Linked DNA regions of Ovis aries: region 2 is linked to region 1. A link is a contact called in public Hi-C data. All regions are on one chromosome and are shown on one strand. Each heading gives the region's core, a stretch centred on a gene start, on an enhancer-like site or on the middle of the called end of the contact. The rest is flanking DNA. Distances are from core to core; before and after follow the strand shown. Region 1 holds the start of WIPF1 (WAS/WASL interacting protein family member 1). Region 2 overlaps WIPF1 (WAS/WASL interacting protein family member 1).

Region 1 (6,239 bases), core at 3,009-5,508:
TCCTGCCCCACTGTGGCCCCCCACCTTAGCTGCCCCAGTCATCTCGGTGAGCAGCTCGAGTGGCTAAGCAGATACCACAGGCTGGCAGCCCCCCTTCCGCCCATACTGACATTCTCCTCTGTAACATCCCTCCTCCTCGGCTGTGAAGAGAATCCATGAGGTGATCACTGTGAAATGCTCCGTTGACTGCAGACGGCGGAGGGATTATTACACGGTAATTTATATAAAAAGCAGTTCCTGTGTTTAGGCTCTTTTTGTAGTTCCATATGGAAAGGAGAATACCAACCCAGTGTTCTACACAAGCTAACACTGATGCTAATAAAGACCCACAGATGCCTAGCAGCAGCACTGTCCTGGATAATCTGCCAAGTGAGGCACACCCATGACATCATCCGACCCTCAGCACAACCCCAACAGCAGAGACGGTTACTCTGATACTACAGATAAAGAAGCATAAGTTGCAGGACATGTAAAAGACAGAGCTGGGACTGGAAGCTCTGCCTGACGTCCTGGCCCATGCTTTTACCTTTGCAGAATTTTGCAGGTGGTATGACATCAGTACTACCTGGGGGGCTTTCAAAAATAGATTCCTGGGCCTCACCCCAGCCTTATAGAATCAAGACTCTAGAAGTCACACCCTTGACTAAGGACCGAATACTGCAATACTGGTTAAAGTGTGCCAGGTGGCAAAGCATTACTCAGCTAACTGAAGGTGTTCTGGGGAACTGGTGAGCCTCAGAGTTTTTATTATTCCAAAGTATACAAGAGACAGTGTTAATTATTTTAACCTGATTACAATCTCTACATGGTAAGGAACAATTGACAGATGTTGGGCTGGGCAATGAAGTGGGTAAGAAAGTGTTTATTTCTTCCAGGAAGGAGACAGCTGCACGTTTCCTTGACTGGAGCAAGGAAGATGGAACACAGCGTACACATGCCCACGAATCTCCCCAGGCCTGGCACACAGCAGACACTTTAAACACTTGTTAGGTGGACAAATGAAGGGAGACTGACTCCCTCCAGCTGGAAGTAATTTCATCCTCCTCTACATTCCCTGTATTTCATCTGTACCTTTTTTTCATCTTATTTACCAAATTCTGCCCTGCATTCCTGCTGTTCAAACCCGTATCTCATCTCCACCAGAAGGTAAGCATTCAGGGCCAAATTTCACCTCCTTCTGAGTCAGGTCTCTTCTTCTCCCCCTGACACAGAACACAACAGTGATCCCCAAAAGGAACCCTCAGCGCCAAATGAGCATCTTACTTGTTTTCACCTGTGACTTGATTCACATATGCGGGTCCTGCTTATTCACCAGGCCCATCAAACCTTCCAGCTGCTGCTGCTGCTAAGTCGCATCAGTCGTGTCCGACTCTGTGCGACCCCATAGACGGCAGCCCACCGGCACCTCTGTCCATGGCATTTTCCAGGCAAGAGTACTGGAGTGGGTTGCCAATGCCTTCCCCAACCTTCCAGCACTGTAGCATAATTGTGGATTGCTGGGGCACGGTGGTAGAGAAACCTCTGTATGAAAATCAGGAGGAATCTGGTAGACCTCATGGGAGGGTGGGCTTCAGGAAGATGATGGCTGGGAGACAGGAATCCAAACAATAGATGCTTAAAAGTGAAGGGGTTACAGCAACAACAACAAAAAGACACTTTGGTTTAATTCTGTTCTCCTGATGTGCAATGTAAAAACCCTATAGGTTCCTAGAATTACAACCATAGTGTGGACCATCCTGAAATATTTAAGGCAGTGACACAGACCAAATAAGAAATACTTCCCAAAAGAGCGGGCTCATCCCTGGCCTGGGCAACTGAGACAGTACAAGACAGTAAGTTTAAAAGGTAAAGGCGCCTCACCTTCTCGTCACTGCCCTGTGCTGTGCTGCTTTCTGCTGTTTCACACGCCATTGTCATTATTCCACTTGATCCTCGCACCAAGAGATAGAGGAAGAGCAAAGATTATCAACCCCAATTCTTGGATGAGATAAGTGAGGCTCAAGGCACACCTAACATGCATGATATGCCGAAAGTGAAAGTGGAAGTCGCTCAGTTTTGTCCAGCTCTTTTGTGATCCCATGGACTGTAGCCTGCCAGGCTCCTCTGTCCATGGAATTCTCCAGGCCAGAATACTGGCGTGGGTAGCCATTCCCTTCTCCAGGAAATCTTCCCAACCCAGGGATCGAACCCATGTCTCCCTCATTGCAGGTGAATTCTTTACCATCTGAAACACCAGGAAAGCCCATGATATGCCTAAGCAACCAGAAAGTGGTTGAACACCCAGTAGACATTTAATTGGTGAAATGAACAAACAAGTGAAAGAAGGCATGAATCTCCACCCCTGGAAGTAACCCCATTGTCTCTAAATGTATCAGAATCTGATCTTAACTTGCTTACAAATGTTTCTGTTAGTCAAACACCACTGAAGCAACTTAGCAGCAGCAGCAGCAGGGAACCAAAGCTATGGCAAAAGTTGGGTAGGTCCCGAGGAAGAAGATGATTTTAATAACATCTGCAGAGTCTAGTCTGCACAGTTCCACTCAACAAGTGACTGAGGATTTAGTCCCTGAGAGACTCAACCAGGAGATATCAGGCAGGTAAAGATACACAGCAAGAGTGGAAGGCAGAGTTATAAGCACCCTAAAGAAGGGTTAGGGCTTCCCAGGTGATGCTAGTGGTAAATAAAGAATCTGCCTGCCAATGCAGGAGAGGTAGGTTCAATCCCTAGGTCCAGAAGATCTCCTGGAGAAGGGAATGGCAACCCACTCAAGAATTCTTGTCCGGAAAATTCCATGGACAGAAGAGCCTGGCCAGCTACAGTCCATAGGGCTGCAAAGCAACCGCCACGATTGAGCACACACACACTGATGGCCTAATGAAAATTCTTTGCAGTTATTTTATCCGTTACAGAAAAAGGCATTTTTGAAAGGGAAAAATATGCCAATGACTCAAACTGAAGCTACAGAATTGTTTTGGAACTGTGTTGGGAAACTGGCAAAAGAAAACCCACCACGGGCGGGACTCTGTCCAGGGTTCCGTGGCTGCACCGCCTTAAGTCTGCGACTAGCCACGGCCGGCGGTCCAGCGACCATCCAAGAGACAACAGTGGCACACACTTTTCAGAAAGAGGGACCAAGTCCATCCAGTTACTGCTGACAACCTGAGACGCATCCCAGAGAACTGAGATAAAGTCAGGAGCCCAGGAAAGAATATGTATTACTCCGGGATCCAGCAGGACCAGAGGATCTAACCAGGCTCGGTTCCTCACAGACACACCCTTTGTTAATCTCAAAAAGTTCAAAGTCTAACCACGAACTGAAGATTTGGGTCACCCTGACTGGGTCAGCTGGTTTCTTTTACTTATCCTTGCAACTTTAACTGTTCTCTTTTTTTAAAAAGAAAAAAACAGAGGGAGTGAGACTGCAGCGAAGCTGTCCGGAAAGTTCGGGAGAGGCCCCGGGAGAAAAGCGCTGACACCGATTGGAAGTCCTCTAAGGTCGCCGCACACATCGAACGCGCGCCCGGGGCGCTAGCAGCAGTCTGGGGCACCCGGCGGGAGGAGAGTTGGGGAAGCTGGATTGCGGGATGGGCACAATTCCCTAGCGAAGAAGGCGAGGCGGCTTCGGAGCAGAAACTGGCCCCGGGGATGCCCGAAAGCCCCCATCCGTCTGAGCTGGGGCTGGGAAGCAGTAGGGGGAGTCGCGCCCCAGCGCATCCCGCGAAGCCCCTGCAGCGGGTACCTACGGCGCGAGCGTGGGGCGAGACCCCTGGGCGGCCCCAGGCTCGACCGAGCCCAGCAGCGCGCCCAACCCTGAAAACGCCCGCGTCCGGAGCCCACCGGCCCGCGGCCCCTCCTTCCCCCACCCGCCGGCACCCGGAGGACGCGCGATCCGCTGGGCCCGAGTCGCGCCCCTCCGGAGACCGCGCGCCCGCGCCCCCGCCCGCAGCGGACGCAGCCCCGACGCTCCCCGGCCCCCGCCCGCGCCCACCCGGCGCCGCGCCGCGCTGCCCTGCCCCGCCGTCCAGTCCGACCCCTCCCCGGGGTCCCCGCGGCTGCGAGGGTCTCCAGGGGCGCTGCCCCGAGTCCCCGGAGCCCGATCGCACTCTCGGCGGCGGCGGCGGCGCGTCCCTTACCGAGCAGCGGCTCCGTGCGGCTCCAGGGCCCCGCGGCGCGCCGGGCATTTTTTTCTGGGAAACTTCTCCCCGGTCCGTAGGGCTGAGCCGGCCGGGCAGGAAAAGCGCTCAGCGCCGGGAGGCTGAGACCATCCGGGAACTTCGCGGGATGTAAACCCTCCCCCTCGGCTCCCCCCACCCCGCCCCGCGGCCCCGCCACATGTGGACGCGCGGCGAGGCCGCCGCCGGCCCTTCGCCCGCCTCTCTGCGCGCCGCGCCCGCGCTCCCTGGGGCCCGCGCTCCCTGGGGCTGAGGCTCTGCGTCCCACAGACTGGCGAGACCCGAGGTACACGGCAGGAGTGGGGCGATTAGGAGGCTGGGGCTCGTACGTCGCTCCGTCCACCTCCCTGCGCTTGCAGAGGAGCGGGAACTGGAAGGGGTGTCCAGCCGAGGGCCCTTTCCCCCGCGGACTGCTAGTTCTCCAGCTTTCCGCTGTCGGGGTGCCCCCTCTCCAACCCCAAGCGGAAGCCCTTTCTCCTCGCCTTCTCTGCTCTCCAAAGAGGGATCGTGCTTCTGGACACCTTAAATTCAAATTCATCTTAAAAATGAATTTTAATATGGAGTGGCACCCTCGGAGGCCCGCATCTGTCTCCCTGACCACTGCGTGGGGAAGCTGTGCTGCTCTTCTCGTGGAAAATGCCCGTTGTCCCCACCAAGAACCAGCTGGGGTTGAGTAGTTTTGCTCCTAGTGGAGATGGATTTATCGTCAGCCACCCACATCTTCAAATACGGTAGCATCCACTGCAAACATCTGGAGAAAGCTGAGGTTCTCCTCTCTTGCTTGAGCTGTTAGTGGCCGGCTCCGAAAGCCGCCACCTCCAGGCTCCAAAGAAAAGTTAACACTCACTAAGACGACCCATGTTAGAACGTGTGCATTTGAAAAGAACAAGTTATCATTAATACAATAACCATTTAATTATAGTGCTAATATATCAAGGCCGTGTATCCCCTTAAATGAAAGCAGAGAAGTTGGGAATATATGCACTTCGGAATTGATGTCCTGCACTAAGGAGGTGGTCGGTCCATCCTTCACTTTAAGCCGTCTGCTCCTATGCCAGTTCCCATGTGTGCACTTGTACCTTGACATGCTCTTAACAGATATAGTAATTCTTCTGACAAAGAGATTAGTAATATGGGAAACTTCTCAATGACAAATTTTGTCCCTAAGAGTACCCATCTTTTAAAGCTTCACTGTATACTTCATCATTCCATCATTGGAAGCTTCCCTTTTTCAACCATTTCTATGATGATATGCATATATTATGTTTTATATAAAATGAAGACAATTGATTTCATATATTAGTATATTATTCCAGACTTGAGAAAAAAAATCATTAGCACTTAATCACAATCATGGAAATTAAGCCCAGGAGCTGCCTCCCATCAGCTCTCTGTCTCAATTTTTGCCCTGGGTTCCCTGGTGGTTTAATGGTGAAAGAATCTGCCTGTAATGCAGGAGACACGGGTTCGATCCCTGGGTTGGGAAGATCCCCTAGAGAAGGGAATGGCAACCCACTGCAGTATTCTTGCCAGGAAAATCCCATGGACAGAGGAGCCTGGCAGGCTACAGTCCATGGTGTCACAAAAGAGTTGGACACAACTTACTAACTAAACAACAAGTGTAAAGGCAACTGGTTCACTGCAGTATTCCCAGCACCTGGAACGTTCCTAGTATTCATTACCATGGGATGAAAGACTAATAAGCATTAACCCAGGTCCTTTTAGCAGTACATCTATTATCTCATTTAGTTCTAAAGGCAAAATTGGCTAACTAGGTACTTGTCACTGTTATACAGATGAGGGACTTCCAAAGGAATGAGGTTTTCCAAGGAGGGGTGGTGAGAAGCACAAGTCCAGAGGAGTTTGATCTGACTGCTAGTTTCTGGTGCCCCAACAGGAGCTTCCATCCAGGCCAGAGAGGAAGGTAAAAGGCCTTAAACTCACAGCTTCTGAGTAAATGTCTCAAGGAGATCATGTGGGCTGTAGGTTTTACTCATGGGGGGAAGGGACTTAATGCCATGAAAGGCATTTGTTCTGATGACTCTGATGGATGATGAAGACTTGCT
Region 2 (5,883 bases), core at 2,540-5,039, 46 kb before region 1:
CTGCAATGGGAGGAAAAAAAAAACAGAAATTAACAAGTATTAGCTAGGTTTTGGAGAAAAGGAAGCCCTGGGGCACTGTTGGTGAGAATGTAAAAAGGCACAGCTGCTATGGAAAACAGTATGGCAATTCCTCAAAACATGAAAAATAGAAATACCATATGATTCACCAATACCACTTTGGGGTATATATACAAAAGAACTGAAAGCAGTATCTCAGACAGGTATGCATATACTCCTGCTCACAGCAGCAAATAGCCAAAGGCAGAAGTAAGCTAAATGTCACCCACAGATGAATGAATAAAGAAAATGTGGTATATATAACAGACTACACTATACAGCCTTACAAAGGAAGGAAATTTTGACACATGCTACCACATGGATGAACCTTGAGGTCTTTATGCTAAGTGAAATAAAGCAGTCATAAGAAGACAAATATTGTATGATTTATATGAAGTATCTAGAGTAGTCAAACTCACAGAAACAGAAAGCAGAATGTGGGTGCCAGGGGCTGGGGGGAGGGGAAACGGAGAGTTGTTTCATGGCTACAGAGTATCCATTTCTCAAAATGAAGAAGCTCCGAAGGTGAGCTGTACAAGGTAAATACAGCTAATGCTACTGAACTACACACTTAATAAAGATGGTAAATTTTATGTGTATTTTACCACAGTTGAAAAACCAAATCTCTATGCTCCCAGTATGGCAGTGATGATAACAATACCTCTCCCATGCCCAGGAACTTTTCTCTGAAAAAGCCCAGAGCGATAGATGGCCTACAGACCTGCCTGCTGATGCCAGCGCAGAAAGACGGCCAAGGATGAATTCAACTGCAAAGGCTGCACTCATCAGCTTTATTTCCTTCTTCTCTACCAGCATGAATATTTTGTATACCTCACCCTTTCACTCTCTGAAGCCCAAGCCTCTCCAATATCTGTAGATGCTGATTCTGAAGTGTTACCCTGTATTATCTGAGATTCTGGGGAAAAGAGGCCTGCCTTTATGTCAGGGTCCAGGAGAAGAGGGATTGAGAAGTCAGCCCCTTCCTCTTCTTATTTAGAGAATTCAGTGACATGCCCATGTAGTCCCTCCCCATAAAATTCAGCATTTTTCAACTCCAGGTATAAGGTCATCATTTATGTTTCTACTTTTGACCTCCACATTGAAGTGGCGGCACTTCCTGTCTAAGAATTACATGTGAGATTAACATTCCAGGTGTTATCCACCATCCAACAGGATCTAGCATCTTCTGCTCCTCTGAGTCCTTTTTTTTAGAACCACTTTCAGGTTTGGGGATCAGAGACTTTGCTCAATAACAACCCTTTATAAACCTTGTCTTGTATCTCAAACATAAAGGAACACAGGGAATGTGGAAAACTAGAGGAACGGATGGGCAGAGAACAGATGCCCCAAGGAGAAAGGGAAAGAGCTTTCAGAAGGACGCATTCCAAAAAAAGATGTCAAGTCCATCTGGAAAGCATTTAAAGAAATAAAAAACCCTTTTCTGCTATGAGCAGCAGATTAGCAGAATACAAAACTCTCTGAACAATAAACCTCTAGGACCAATTAAAAAATCGAAACAAAACTGAAAGAGCTCCTTCTAGGCATGTCCAGCTACCACGAAGATGTAAGCCTCTTTTTGCTGTTCAGGGGTGCGCCTGGTGCCATATGCAAGAGACCTCCCCACCACAGTTCCCTTCCATGTGGCTCCTCTAGGCATTTGTTTGTGCAGAGGACTCCAGTAGCAAGAAAGTCCATGGAGACTGGAAACACGGGCTGCCTCCCTCAGAGCCAGTATAGGGTTTCTAAAAGCACTAGGCCTGAGATCTCTAACTTCCAGTCCTCCCACAGTCTGTCAGCTTCCTCCCGTCTTCTTGCACAATGTAGTAGCAAAAAATGAAAAAAATGTGGCAATCTGAGGACATCATCAACAATTTTCTCTTGCCTCATAGTTTTGGTTATTTTGCATTCCTAGGATATAAACAACACGTGAGTCCGCTAACCCCTCACCCCACTGTTGTCGTCTTTCAGCAGACCCTTGTAGAGCCCTCTGGGCTGGAAGGGAGACAGGAAACAGGAAGCTCCCAAACCTGGGCTCTTCTCTGCTTTTCTCTCTCTACCTCTATTAACACATGAACGTAGCTACGAAAGAAGATCAGTCTGTTTTCAAATGGTCCAGAAAAGAAACTCGACACTGGCTAACCTGTTCTAGTGCTTAATAAGAGCCCAAGAAGGTAGTGACTTCCTTCCTGTCACGCAGATTTGAGACATTTTCCTTTTTCATTCGGGTCTGAAAGTGGCAGGCCATTGTGTAAGAGCCTTTTATTGAAAGTTCCTTATTAAACTGCCCCACAAGGGCTATCAGACGAATACTCTTGGGCCGTTTAGCTGTATCTGGGCTCTAATGTCCAATGCTTCAACCAACCATCTCTTGGGTTCTGCCGTAGACGCCTTCTTCCTCTCTGGAGAAGTACAGGCTCAAGACACAAAGCTCTGGTGGCAGGCAGACCTCATGGCTCTGCACACCCAGAACGTGACAGCTCCAAGCCATGTTCGCAGAACCCGGGGTGGGGGCAGGGCAGGCAGGGGACTTCCTCATCCCACATTCAAACTGCCCGCATCCCTTTACTTCTATTTTCAATAAAAGAAGGAAATTTTTAAAACAACAGTAGAAGACAAGTAGGAAGGAAGAGAGTAAAAAAAAATTTTTAAGGGAACTTAAGAATTTATAAAGATATGAGAAACAATTTTAACAGGAACTACAAGCCAAAAGATTCATTCCATCAGAAGAAAAAAGTGCATAAAAGCAGCAGACCTTTGCATAGTCTTGTAGCCTGTCTGTCCACACAATACTGCTGCATTTTCTACTGCCCTCTGAACACACTGTGACTGCCTGCAAACACAAGCTGATGTGTCCCGGTTTATGCCAACAGGTGAACTTGATGAGAGGCTTAGCTAAATTCCATGAAATAAGTAATTTAAGGACCATGTAAAGGTTTGTTTTTTAGGGCACAGAAGTTCTGAAAAGGGAAGCAAGAGGCTCTGAGAATTTCATTTTCGTGATAAGGGCTTGATGCTTGTTCCTCTGACAGCGCGTGGCCACCAGCTACACCCTGGCTCCTACATTCAAAGCTGGAGCAAGTTCTTCATGTTGCAAAAAAGCGTTCACGGCAGTTTAAGGAAAGAGAACCAGTTCGGTATTTTAGAGTGGCTAGGAAAGATTTTTCGGGGGGAAAGAAGGAGCACTGACCTGTTCTAATCCGCTGAAAACGGCCAGGTTCTCAAGCTCCCCTGCCGTCCTGCAGTCGGCTTCCTGTAAGTCTTGCATGTGACATCAGACTTCCTCACTGCACCTTCTCTGACTCGTTCAAGGAGCAGTCAGAGACATGTGATAAGTTCGCCTCCCTTCCTACTTCACGCTGGGGTAACCCTGTGTCTCAAGAAATGGCTGTGTCCCCACAGGGGTCCCCAGCTGGCCTCAGACATCCCCAGGGCTCAGGTAAAGAGGAGAGAAGCAAGGGGGTGGGGTGGGGGAGGCAGGGGACAGTGGTGTCTGGGCTCCTGGCTCTTCTGATGCCATAAGGAGGGGGAGAAAGGGACAGACCGAGGCTCTTGTAGCCCCACCTTGGGGAAGGGTGGCCCCTGGGAAGGGCAGCCAGCTCACGGTGGAGCCTGGAGCTTGGGCGCCAGCCTGTCACCAGAATGTGCCCAGCGCCACGGCCCTGGGGACTGCTGAGGAAGGGCGGCCATGTGCTGCACCCAGGGCGCCCCCAGGATCCTCTCTGGAGGGCACCAGCACGGATGAGCATACCCAGGGCCTGGCTCACGTTCTTCCGCCTCGTGCAGCCACAAGGGCCACTCAGCCTGAGTATCCTGGGCCAGTCTCAAGTTCACGTCCAGTCTAGTTAGTCCCGCTGTCGGACAGTGTGCCCTAACTTTGGGTTCAGCAAACAAAGCCACGGTACTCTCTGCCTCCCAGGGCTACATAACTGGTACACATTTCCCCCCTTGCTAGTCTCCAAAATCTGCCAGCCTTTTGGTTTCCCCTGAAAGGGTTGACTTCATCTTCCTGTGGGAGGGATGGGGTTCCTAGTGGCATGTGAGCCCTGGCTGTGGGGGGCCCTGATGCTGGCCCTGCCAAGAGCACCAGGGAGAGTGCCCCTCTGTGCTCCGAGCAGGGGCGAGGCCTGGAGCACAGCCGAGGCAGGACCAAGCAGGAAGCTCAAGGGTACCATTCTAGCCTGCTTGTTCCTGTGGTGAGTCCCCTCCTCTATCCTTTTATAATTCCTCGAGCTCTCTGGAGGGCCAACACACTGGAATTTATGGATGTAGGCAGTGGTGTGTGGAAGTGAAACAATGTCCTGGAGCAAGGGGAAAATAGTCTGTAATTTATACAACCTGACTCAGTGCAGAAACCCCAGTGACTGTTTCTATTTGGCTACCCTGGCGTAATTCTTTTTTTTTTTTTTTTAAATGATTTTAAAGGGATTTTTTTTCTTTTTAGTTGTTTTTTTTATAAAGGTAACTGTAGACAAGCCTACTGTTCCAAGTCTTGAAAATATGACCCTATAATTCCCCAAAGAAGTTTTCCATGTGAGAACACCAAGTGAGGAAATGGATCCTGGGAGTCAGGACTTTGGATAACACGAAACTCTGCAGTCTCACCACATGAGTGCCTTTCTGGCTTTGAAAACACACTTAACTGTTTTTACCATTCTGACAGCTGATGGCTGGTTTTCTGACTGAACTGTACAGTTAGATTAGCCATCTGAGTCAACATGGCTAAAAGCACAGCCATCACTTTAAAATAAGAATAATGGTAAAACTTGGCCATCTTGGAAAAACAAAATACTCCATGGATGATAAATAATAATGAATCAACTTGAATATATTTAGAAGTGTCATATTCTGGGCTAAGCTGCCAGTTCCATTTTTTTTTAACTAAGCAGTTACATATGTTCTACTTCAATCATGCTCTGTGCGGAATTTTCAACGGTCTCAACAAAATACATTCTAATTTCCCTTAAAATTCCCTAACCTGGCCTCCTGTCCATGATTTTTGTTTTTTCTGTTTAGGCATTAAAAGAATTTTAACAACTTTGTCTTTTAAAGCAGTTGTAGATTTACAGAAAAATCAAGAAGACAGTTGGGTTCTCATTCTGTACCCAAGCTCCCTGATGTTAAAATCTTACATTTAATATGACAGATAAATAGCAATTAAGAAACCAAAACTGATACATTATTAACTAAGGACCATAGGTTATTTTAGTTCAGTTCAGTCACTCAGTCGTGTCCGACTCTTTGCGACCCCATGAATCGCTGCATGCCAGGCCTCCCTGTCCATCACCAACTTCCGGAGTCCACCCAAACCCATGTCCATTGTGTCAGTGAAGCCATCCAACCATCTTATCCTCTGTCGTCCCCTTCTCCTCCTGCCCTCAATCTTTCCCAGCATCAGGGTCTTTTCAAATGAGTCAGCTCTGCGCATCAGGTGGCCAAAGTATTGCAGTTTCAGCTTCAACATCAGTCCCTCCAATGAACACCCAGGACTGATCTCCTTTAGAATGGACTGGTTGGATCTCCTTGCAGTCCAAGGGACTCTCAAGAGTTCTCCAACAAAACAGTTCAAAAGCATCAATTCTTCGGCACTCAGCTTTCTTCACAGTCCAACTCTCACATCCATACATGACCACTGGAAAAACCACAGCCTTGACTAGACGGACCTTTGTTGGCAAAGTAATGCCTCTGCTTTTTAATATGTTGTCTAGGTTGGTCATAACTTTCCTTCCAAGAAGTAAGCGTCTTTTAATTTCAGTGCTGCAATCACCATCTGCAGTGATTTTGGAGCCCAGAAAAATAAAGTCAGCCACTGTTTCCACTGTTTCCCAA

Evidence for each region. Hi-C and Micro-C count contacts between places; a contact is called where the count stands out from the background.
Region 2: a Hi-C map of blood shows a contact between it and region 1, with 1.5 times the contacts expected there. The contact joins the enhancer-like site here to the promoter of WIPF1 in region 1. A contact is called at or near these places in 3 of 16 Hi-C or Micro-C datasets (blood and tail adipose tissue).

What each region holds. Positions count from the first base shown.
Region 1 is chr2:135,370,708-135,376,946 of ARS-UI_Ramb_v3.0, reverse strand. It overlaps WIPF1 (WAS/WASL interacting protein family member 1), which reads right to left and starts at 4,258. Exons shown (of 10, transcript XM_060409757.1): 1 at 4,135-4,258; 2 at 1-1,931.
Region 2 is chr2:135,416,312-135,422,194 of ARS-UI_Ramb_v3.0, reverse strand. It overlaps WIPF1 (WAS/WASL interacting protein family member 1), which reads right to left. Exons shown (of 10, transcript XM_060409757.1): 2 at 3,245-5,883. Among named protein-coding and RNA genes, the nearest start is that of WIPF1, 47 kb to the right of the region's middle. Within about 2 kb of position 3,789, at least 24 of the 54 cell types and tissues checked have an H3K27ac peak or open chromatin away from gene starts, as enhancers often do.